2 separate regions of the Triticum aestivum genome follow, and region 2 is linked to region 1. A link is a contact called in public Hi-C data. All regions are on one chromosome and are shown on one strand. The core of a region is the stretch at or near the end of the contact, and the rest is flanking DNA. Distances in the headings are between cores, read along the strand shown. Region 1 has its middle 140 kb from the start of LOC123070226. Region 2 has its middle 180 kb from the start of LOC123070226.

Region 1 (5,240 bases), core at 1,986-4,485:
TCACAAGAATATTATTGCATCCCGTGTTATGTGCTAGTTTTAAACCTTCATAGAGTGCCGCAGCCTCTGCCCACACTATGTCCGCCACATGCTCGAGCCTTGCTGTTGATGCAGAAACAAAATTTTCATGATGGTCCCGGACAAATGGCTCCACACGAACCTGAATATTCTCCAACTGAGAAAGAGGTACCAACATTCAACACTTGCTGTCCTGCTAAGATAACAGGCCATTTATTAATCTTCGGCGCTGTTGATTCTTTTCCCGTTGCTCAAACAAAGTTTAGTATCAGCGCTATGATTCCACGTACTGTTCTGAGTGGATCTTGTATTATTTCTCCTCTGACGAACTGCCGTGGCTGCTATCAAAAATACCAGCTAGCAGTAGCTACCAATTCATGAATATTTACTTGCTCCGGAAAGGATCGTTGGTCAGACTCATCACATAACAAAAAATCCATAATGCATGTCCCGGGTCTGTTCACGCGACTAGCAAAATAAATATATGCGATTGTTTATAATAAACTTGCGGTTTGATAAGGGTAAAAGGAGTATTTAATAAAAACTATCACATATCATGAAAACGTGCCCAGAAACTATCACTTTACAAATTTGTGCCGAAAACTATCATTTTTTTATTAATCTTTGACTAAAAACTACCATGTCGCGAAAGTGCCCGATTCGCCTCTTCTAAACACCTATCTGACAGGATGGGCCCACAAGTCAGGTTGACCCTCTTCTTCCTCCTCTCTCTCCCCCTCTTTGGCATTTCTACAAACACCTCGTATGCACCTGCAAGCCACCTCCGCCGCCGACCACTGCCAGCGCTCACTCACGCACGACGCCGCACACACTCGCGGTGGCGGCGGCTACGCGAACCTCACCTGGAGCATGGCCGCCGGCGCCTCTGCTCACGCCCATACGCGGCCGGCGCGGCTTCTCTTGCTCGTTCCCGTCCCCGCTGCTGCTCACGCACTGCGTCGCAACACAGGCCCATGCGCGGCCGGCGCGGCGGCTGCTGCTCATTCCCGTCCAGACTGCTGCTTGCGGCCCGAGCTGGTGCTCTCGCCCACGCACAGCCGGCGCAGCTGCTGCTTGTGCCCGTGCCCACCTCGGCCTCCACCACTCGGAGCTCCAAGCTGACCAGCAGCATGCCTACATGCCCGCGACCGTCGCAGCTTGCGCCCGTGCGCGGCCGACGCGGCTGCTGCTCGCGCCCGTCACGGCCTGCACCGCTGCTGCCCATGCCCACGTCGTCCTCCACCGCTCTGAGCTGACCCGACAGCCTCGGCCCGCACGCCGGCGCGCTCGTCCTTCACCAGCTTGGACATCAGTTAACAGCGGCGGCGGCGGCACCGGGGGGGGGGGGGGGGGGGGCGTGGATAGGCCGACTAGGCAGTGGACTAACGATGACAACACTTACACGCGGGTCAAGCCTATCATAAGTGCGTTTAAAATGAACGAATGAGTCGATTTACAGACATGGTAGTTTTTGTCAAAGATTAAAGAAAAAGTGGTAGTTTTCGGCACAAATGTGTAATGTGATAGTTTTTGGGCACGTTTCCATGAATTGTGATAGTTTTTATTAAATACTCGGGTAAATGTGTACTCCTTCCGTCTCAAAATAAGTGACTCGATTTTGTACTAGCTTTAGTGTAAAGTAGTACTACAAAATTGAGTCACTTATTTTATTTTCAAACGGAGAAAGTACTTTACGTGTATTTCCCGTCGTTGACTAGTGAAACTAATGGACGAGTAAGGCCCCAGCTCATTACATTCCTTCTCTTGCAACTATCATGGCGACGATCGGCCACCTCCGCTCTGCTGCAACTCGATCGCTTGCTGTGCCAAAGATCAAGATCTCGCGGCCTGGTGATACCTTTGTGGGTTCCACTACATCTACATGCTAGTACCAACAGAAACAGGCCGAGGAAAAACGTTGGATGATTTGAGATTTTGGGGGCCCGGGGCAAGATACCAAAAGGGGGCCATACGACTACATAAATACTTTATGTTTTTTCTATTTTAATTGCAAATAAATAGTAACTACACTATAGATAGTAAATTCGAAAATTGCTAGAAAAAACAAAAAATGAATTTATTTTTTAATATACATAGTCAACCGGTATACTCTCATATGAAGTTTCACGAAGAAATCACATCCGTGATAACCTGGGAAAAAAATGAAAAAATCAAAGCTAATCGAAGCTATATTAAAAAGACTGTTTAATGAATAGTATGGTCGCATTTGTATTTTCTTCACTAAAAATACCATGGGTGTCAATACATCATGAAACTTCACACGTGAGTACAATGATCGACTAAGGTTCATACCGTGAAATTTCAGAATTTTTTAATTTTTTCTAGTATTTTTTATGAATTTACTATCACGTGGGTGCGATCGCACCCATGTTCACCTTTGTATTTCGAATAAAATCTTGCTAAATTAATAGCACTCTTGCTAATTAGTAAACAAACATATGACAATAAATTAAGAAAACTGCTAATGAAAAAAATGCTAAGGAAGAGGCATGGAACAAGGTACCTGGATGGGTAGAACACTAGGAATTAGAAGCTTTTGCTGCTGCTTACGAGTCACAAACAGAAATCCGAGTTCCCTTTTTCTATTCCCTATCAATACAAGAAACTGGATTGTGAGAAAGAGATATGTACGAGGAATAACTTCATGAACCGAACAATCTGACAAGATTATATAAAAGGGAATTGGCGTTGAAGAAGAGGTTGATGGAATCTTAAAAATTGTATTACCTTTCTCCACCAATCGTGTCCAGCAGCAGAAAATCACAATTAGACGACACGGCAACAAGCAGTTGACCTTGCCATTTGCATAGCTGATTCATTGACAGGTCTGAAGGAGAAGTAGAAAGACAAGAAGACCACGCGCGTGACGCAAGGCCAGAATTGACGGATCTGTTACAATTATTTCCCTTTTTTGAGAAAAAATCAGTCAATCTGTTACGTGGGAAAATACTCTTTCCTAAACATCACAACGTAAAAATCAATCATGGGAAAGAATACTTTACCATTTTGAGAATCAGTCGATCCGGAAAGGATTTTTTGTTTCCTAAGAATGGCATTTCTTTCCTAAAACATAACACACGCAAGGGACATCGGGGCCCTTCCTACTCGGGGGCCCGGAGCGGCTGCCTCCACTGCTCCCCCTCAGGGCTGGCCCTGATGGTTTGGTGCGTGACCTCAACGAGGGGAGCAACTTAGCTATCAACGGCAATAATGCAGCATATGTACACATGCCCGTGGGCACCGCGCAGACTTCGCAACGGCAATAATGCTCGTGGGTCGTGAGCGGATCTTCGGGCAGCCACGGGTAGGCTCGCCACATGGTCGGTTATTAGCTAGAGCCTAGATTTGCACTTAAATGGCACTAGGATGCAGTCGGTCAGTGGGTTGGTGCGGTTGTTGTCCGTCTCCTTCTTCGATATACTTCTCGTCTGCTTGGGTGGCTGGCAGAAAATCTGTGACTTTCAACGGGAAGCCAAGCCCGCCAGGAGCAGGTCGACACATGCGTGAAATCGATCGGACCGACGCGACCCGTGCGCTGAAGCTTCTTGACGTCGACGGGACCACGGACTCCTTCCTACTCCGCGTCGTCACTGTTATATACAGGACGGGCCGAGTAGTACGTACTGGTTAACTTTGCCATCGACACGTCTGGTCAGTTATTATTAAATCTGACAGCTCAATTTTTTTAACTCAATAACTAATGCGCCATTAGTCTGGCAAAAGGACGAGCACACATGACATACTGACATCCAAACAGGCACTTTGCAACTATGGTTTATGCAAATACGTTCCTCGTTATTGCCTCCTCTGGCTGCATCATGTTCTACCGGAGGCTAACGGAACGGATCCTCTAACATAATAAAGAAAAGTCATGATACTACAGTGCTAGCCTAGTGTAAAATAAAGAATGAAAATTAGAGACTATTAGTAGGTAGTTAGCAGGTTGTTTACTGTTAGTATTTACTGTAGATGTAAATAATTTGAAATTCATTTTATTTCATCATCAATTTATTTATATGTAATTACTATAAATGTACAGTAGATCATCAATTTGTGAATTAATTTGAGTCATTTTAGCCTTAATCATATGAATAAAGGATCCAGTTCCATCCCGAGGCTAACATGCTCTTTGCCGTGTCGTTTTTCACCCACGGATTAACTTTTGTTCTATAGTAGGTTATTGTAGTCTGCCTTGTTGTTTTGGTTTTATCTATGTTGACTTGGATTTTAATTATGTTCTTATGATATTATTATTTTCATTAATACATCGTTGGACCGTTGTTGGAGATGGTATTTGGTTTGAGAGGAGATTCCAGTTGTTCGGTGCGTGGTTGTAGTGTCTTTACACGATTTGGCTTTGGTGCGAGCCGACGGTGGTTGTGTGAGCCTCCTAGAGGCTCTTATTTCACGCTAAATTATAAAATTGCTGCCATAATATTTACATGGGCTGACTCCTGCTTTGCGCGCTCGCTTAGTTTTTCATACGCTTGCTGCCCTGCTGCAGAAAAAGCCGGCTATCATGTTTTTTATTTGAAAATGTTCATTAACAAGATTAAATAAATCTTGGGTAAAGCATGAATTTTACAAAAATGTTCGCAATTTCAAAAAATATCTATGAATTTGAAACAATGTTGGTGAATCTAAAAAATGGTTTATTTTTTTTAAAACACAGACTTAAAAATTCTGGTGAACTCATATTCATAAAATTTAAAAAGGTTCTTGAATTTGAAAAAACATTGATTTTTAAAAATGTCCACAATTTTTTTAGATGTTCATGAATTTTAATAAATATTCATGTATTGAAATGTGAAAATAATGAAAAACAAAATAAGAAGAAATAACAAACATGTAAGGAAACAAGAATAAAACTAGTGAGATCGGTACAAAAACATAGAAAATAAATAACACAAGAAACTAGGCAATATCTTCTCAAAATCGAGAAAACAAGTCGGCCCATTACTACTAGGTGTGTTTTACTCTCAATCAGTAGCCCACACACTTACAAGCGGAGCCCATAGCAACCCATAGCGGCCGATGCACTATGATGCTCCTGATCTAGAGAGCTTAGTATCTTAGAAGATTTCATTCTTGTGCATTGCTATACGTATGATGAATTTTGTAATGATATATCTACGAAGTTTCATAACAACCATTGATTGATTTGGTCTCAAATCATCTCATATTGTTACTCCCTTTGTTCG
Region 2 (5,240 bases), core at 1,303-3,802, 37 kb after region 1:
AAAGTGTAAAAGTCTTCGGATCCCGGCCGGTCCTCGGATCTAGGAGCCGAGATTATATGATGGAACCCGCCTACAAAGCCAAAGACTAGAAGAAAAATCTATCTCAAGGAGATCAGTATCCTCGGCTTGAAGACTAGTTCATGGGCTACTGACGGTTTCCTAGATTAGGAGGTGCTCACCATGTTGACCTGCCATTCATGGGCCGGGTCGAGGACTCACTGACAACTGAAGAATGGGCCATGTAACCATGGTCATCGGCGTGCTCAAGACAGAACCCTCCGAAGACTTGGCACATACTCCAAGACATATTTGAATGATTGGCATGTTTATCCCTAGATGCAGCTGGCATACTTGTAACCCTAGATACCACAGTGCCTATATGAGCCGAGGGGTTTAGTCTGTAGAGGCAAGTTAGAACCCATTCATACGATCTCGAGGTAGATCATCTTGTACTCTGTACCGCATCACAATCAATGTAATTTAGAGCATGATGTAGGGTTTTACCTCTTTGAGAAGGCCCGAACCTAGGTAACATCGTGTCTTTCTCTACTTCTAGTTACCATCTAGTCGAGACCACTAGCTCAGGACCCCCACACGAGATCCGTCGGTTTTAGCACCGACAATAAGGCCAAAAAGCATCGTTGCACGGAAACCAAGACATGGCAAAGATAGCACAGAAATAGCACAACTTATCATATAAGGAGCATGCCGACACACAAAGAGAGGGAACAAGAGTACCAGCTCTCGCCGACACATGGTATCCTTCCCAAACCCGACGTATGACACACATGATCATCCCGACAACACTCAAACCGAGTACCACGACGACGGGCCGCACAGACCTAGAGCCTGCCTCCAAGGAGGCATCCTCACCGCCCACCATAACAAACAGGTGTAGTCGGAGCACGACAATCGGAAACTACCGACCATCCACCACCCGGCAACAACACATGTGTGATCGACCCGGGGAACACCAAATTAGACAAACCGAGCACCAAGCTTTTCAGTAGCGGTCGCTATCTCCACTATTGTGGCCGCAACAGAGGTAGCGCCACGCTGCCGCTATTAGTTTGGGATGTGCTAGAAATAGTGTGTTTGGCATGATTCAGGCGCAATAACGATTGTTAGGTTGCAGTTACGCCCGCAATCCGCAACATCATCCGATGTATACTTGCTTATTATTGTGTTGTATAATCTATTTTTATAACTGTCTCTTGCTTGCATGGTTCCGTGAGTGAATATTTTTCAGTTATAGTCTATATGCTTATAAAAATAATGATTGTTCAAATTATATGTCACATTTGTTGCCAATGATCTAGAAATATAGACAATAATCAGGGGCTGATCCTCTTGGGGACCAAACAGGGCCATGGCCCATCCTTTTTTCTTGACTTTCTTTGAGAATTTGATCTGGATTTGACCCAATAACAAAAGATGGCCCACTCAATAAGCTATTGGCCCGCCCTTGGCCTGTTCTTGGTTTTGTTTCATGCTCCGCCAGTGACAATAATCTCAAATGTATGAGTGCTTGATGAATTTTCTATGTGGACATAGCGTCCGAAATATCGCTCACAATTCGCATCCTGCATCACACTACCTCGACCCCAATCCGCAACTAGTCTGCTATTCTATTTGAAAGCCTGGGTAGCCTGGACCGAGAACTAGCCTCCACAACATCCTCATCGCCCATTTACAACACACCTAGAGTAAGTATCCGGCACACTAAAACCAGAAAGTATGGACCGACCACCCGCCATCAACAACGCATTAGAGATACCCAACATACTCGAGCTAGCGTAGGCTAATAGCCGAGTAAGGCACGACTATGCCACCAGAGCAACACCATGCCGTACCAACCGAATACCACGACCAGGGGCGGAGCTGGGATCGGGCCAAGCCCAGGCCCATGCCTGCTACAGTGCATCAACAGTGTTGCTATAGTGCCTGAGATAGTATAGCCAACACTGGGTGTAATCAGCACGCCCGAGGCCCAGGGCCCCCCGGACTGGGTCCTGGATCCGCCACTGACCACAACGGCGGCCCGCACATACCAAGAACCAGGCTCCACAGTGCCGTCCTCGCTGCCCACCGACGACACATCGAGAGTGGCCGACACAATGCATAAAAAAACTAAGACCGTCCACCACCCCAGCAACAAGGCACGAGAGGTACCCGGCATAACCCGACCCAACATAGGCCAACAATCGAGTAAGGCGCGGCTACGCACACAGCGACCAACCGTAGGAAACGTGCACGCATGAGCAGTGAATAAACAGTACAAAAAGGTGGCCCCGAGAGTGCCCGCGGCCCACGGATCATGGACCTACGAGGCTATGGAGGAGGTGAGTGAAGGATAACTCGATCGAACGGTTCTTAAAGGCGCCAGGCAAGCACTGGCTTTGTCACTGTAGTGCCCATCTCCCTGTCATCACTTTTTTTTTTGCTTTCGTGGTTGTGCCCACTAGTCAGCCACCCATGTCTCTTGCATGTGTCCGCTTCCTCATTGTCGAATGGGCAAAGCCATGGCCCTCCACACGTCGCAGTTATATTGACATCGCCACTTGTCAACTAGACATGTCTGCAATTTTCTTTGCCTTCTCAATCTAGTTGGTCCACATGGGCGCATGCGATGCGAGATCGAATCAGCATGTGGCCTACCGATACTACTTATGATAAACTTTGCAATCACCAATAGTCATTTGAACTGTACTACTTTTAGAAAGTCCAAGTCTCTCTTGGACCACGATGAAACCAACCTCTATCTCCATGGACCATTCCTTGATGATTGGGAGGTAACCATGCATCTTTTTTTCTTCTTCATGCCAGGAATAAGGATCTCGAGCCTTCATTTCTTCGCTGTGAGCTGAGGATGACTGGTGCCTGCCTTGCCGCTTATCTTGTCCAATTACAAGGAGTACATCATCATGATGATAGAATACAGATGCTGATATTTGCACCACACGTTCACACTTTATACGAGCATAAGGAAGCACCGGCGTGCATGGCAGTGAAAGCCGTACGTCAGCTTGCGACATCCACAAGTTATACCCTTTCTAGAGCAATTTCTACCAGTTAATTAGCATCGCTTTGGATAATCCAGAACAATTCCAGACGAGAGTCCAGAAGAAAGATCTAACAATCAGGCGTGAGAACAAACTTGAAGGCGTGTCGAATTAGGAGTGATTGAGGAAAACGAAAAGCTAGCGCCAATAGTTTTTGCTGCTGGCTTCACAGAAGATGCATGCATGGTCAATTGGTGCACATGTAACGATCGATCGCGACCTAGTTGAGCTCCATAAAGTGATTGGCCGACTCCATCATATCGAAGGAAAGGCATGTGAAGCTGCACTTGCTATTAGCAAGCGTGCATGCAAGGGAGGCAGACACCTTGGCTTCTTCCATTACTGCACATTACAAGTAGAATATATTACGCGTCTCCATGGAATCTTCTAATATATTCTCATTAAAACATCCAAATAAAGATAGAAAAAATTAGGCATGTGCCGCTATCCAGTTCTGATATTGGATGACTGCCACTAAATTTTACGAAATTGTGTTTACGCCCCTAATGATTGCACGCGCCTTCTCTGCGAGTTGTCGTCAGGTCAGCCCGCGTCTCCGTCTCTTTTAACTCTTTTATCCGTTGTGGACCCATCACTTGTTTTTTTTGTTCATTGTTCCCATCACTTGGTATGTCCACTGCAACAACGATCTTACGTGTTTGTCCGTTCCATCTGGTGTGTTGTCCACCGTTGAAGGGACGGGATGGCACCTTCACCTCATGCGCCCTCACCGCCCCTCTGCCGCTTGCCCTCGCCCTTGCATCAGCCGCCGTGCCGCTCTTCCCTAGCCCTCGTGTCAGCAGTTTATCATGTGTCATCACTGTTCCTCCTTATTTTCTCATTTTTATACTGATCGCAAATTATCGTGTTATTTTTCAAAAAAAAAAATACATGAAGAAATTTTAACTTGATAACTATGTGCATGATTTTTTCGAAAAGAAAAATCAAAACTTAGATTTTTTTTTTGCTAAATCATATAAAATGAGTATATCAAAACCCAAGTTGCCCCGCAAAAAAAACATGGGTGTAGTATTTTATGAGGTCCTAACACGGGATGGTGGGTTTGGCAAACAAGAGAATTCATAGATGCCCAAATAGACTGCATTATCCCGATGCAAGGATAGACTCGCATAAACACGATTTGCAAGTTCGTTTTTTTAGTATTTGGACAATACTATGATTTTTTTTAAGAATCACAGTTTCAATAACTTTGAGCTATTTGTCATCAATAAGTACTACTGTTTATATTCCAGCAAAAAAACTATTGCCGGCGTTACATATTTTTTTGATGTGGCACGAGCCACCAACGGTCATCTCGCCCCCAAGCTCCGGCCGCCGCCAATGAGCCAATCCACGGCCGCCGCATCCCACGCCGACAGTCCCATCCCCAGCCCGACCCGCCGGTACTTCGCTCCGAGGTCCGTTGGCCAGATAACGCCCTCAGACGGCACAGTTTCGGTTCGGCTACTTCGTTCCGCATGTGTGCGGATGTGCCCCTTCGGAGCCGCTCGCGGCCAACTTCCGTCGATTTGGAGCCGGACAGTGACGGATGGGTCCAGGTCCGCAACCGTCGTCGCTAGCCCCGTTATGAGGCGGCCCCCGCCGTCATCACCATGCTAGCTCCAAGCTTTGGATTCCCGGGTGGCTTGTGGGTAGATGCTTTAAATGCCTGGACGAGGGGCACCAGAAAGCGAAATGCTCCGGCGAAATTCGCTGTCATAAGTGATGGGTTTCGAGACATCTTGCCCGTGACTGCACTCTTTTCCCAAGCTCGTCGTATCCCAACACCCTCCGCACCCCAGATCCAGAGCCAGCCAAGGCCACCCTTCGCGCGACACCGCCCGGCATCAATTACCCTCTGCTCTGGCACATCGCCCCCAGCAATGCCCACCGCCGCCACTCAACATGGCGCACTACCCGCCGCTGGCCCACCAGCGCTTCCCTAGTGAGCTCCTCACCCACGGAGACCCGGATCTGCGGCCAGCAAGGGGCAGCGGCATTATCTCGCGTACGACGGGCATGGAGGCGCTCGAGGCGGATTTTCGCAACAGGGCGCTGCTCGCCACAGTGGGGGGCAGGAGGCGCGCGATCTCCCCAGAGGCCTTGGTTAAGTCCCTCGCCAGGATCTGCGGAGTCGAGAGGAGGCATGTCAGGGATGAGGTCACCCACCCGGCTGAC

The links. Hi-C and Micro-C count contacts between places; a contact is called where the count stands out from the background.
Region 2: a Hi-C map of leaf shows a contact between it and region 1, with 1.7 times the contacts expected there. The contact joins two enhancer-like sites. A contact is called at or near these places in 2 of 5 Hi-C or Micro-C datasets (leaf and root).

What each region holds. Positions count from the first base shown.
Region 1 is chr3B:435,107,321-435,112,560 of IWGSC CS RefSeq v2.1, forward strand. No RefSeq gene overlaps it. Among protein-coding and RNA genes, the nearest start is that of LOC123070226, 140 kb to the left of the region's middle. Within about 2 kb of position 3,236, at least 3 of the 8 cell types and tissues checked have an H3K27ac peak or open chromatin away from gene starts, as enhancers often do. A contact at or near this core is called in leaf, where this site is marked.
Region 2 is chr3B:435,144,664-435,149,903 of IWGSC CS RefSeq v2.1, forward strand. No RefSeq gene overlaps it. Among protein-coding and RNA genes, the nearest start is that of LOC123070226, 180 kb to the left of the region's middle. Within about 2 kb of position 2,553, at least 4 of the 8 cell types and tissues checked have an H3K27ac peak or open chromatin away from gene starts, as enhancers often do. A contact at or near this core is called in leaf, where this site is marked.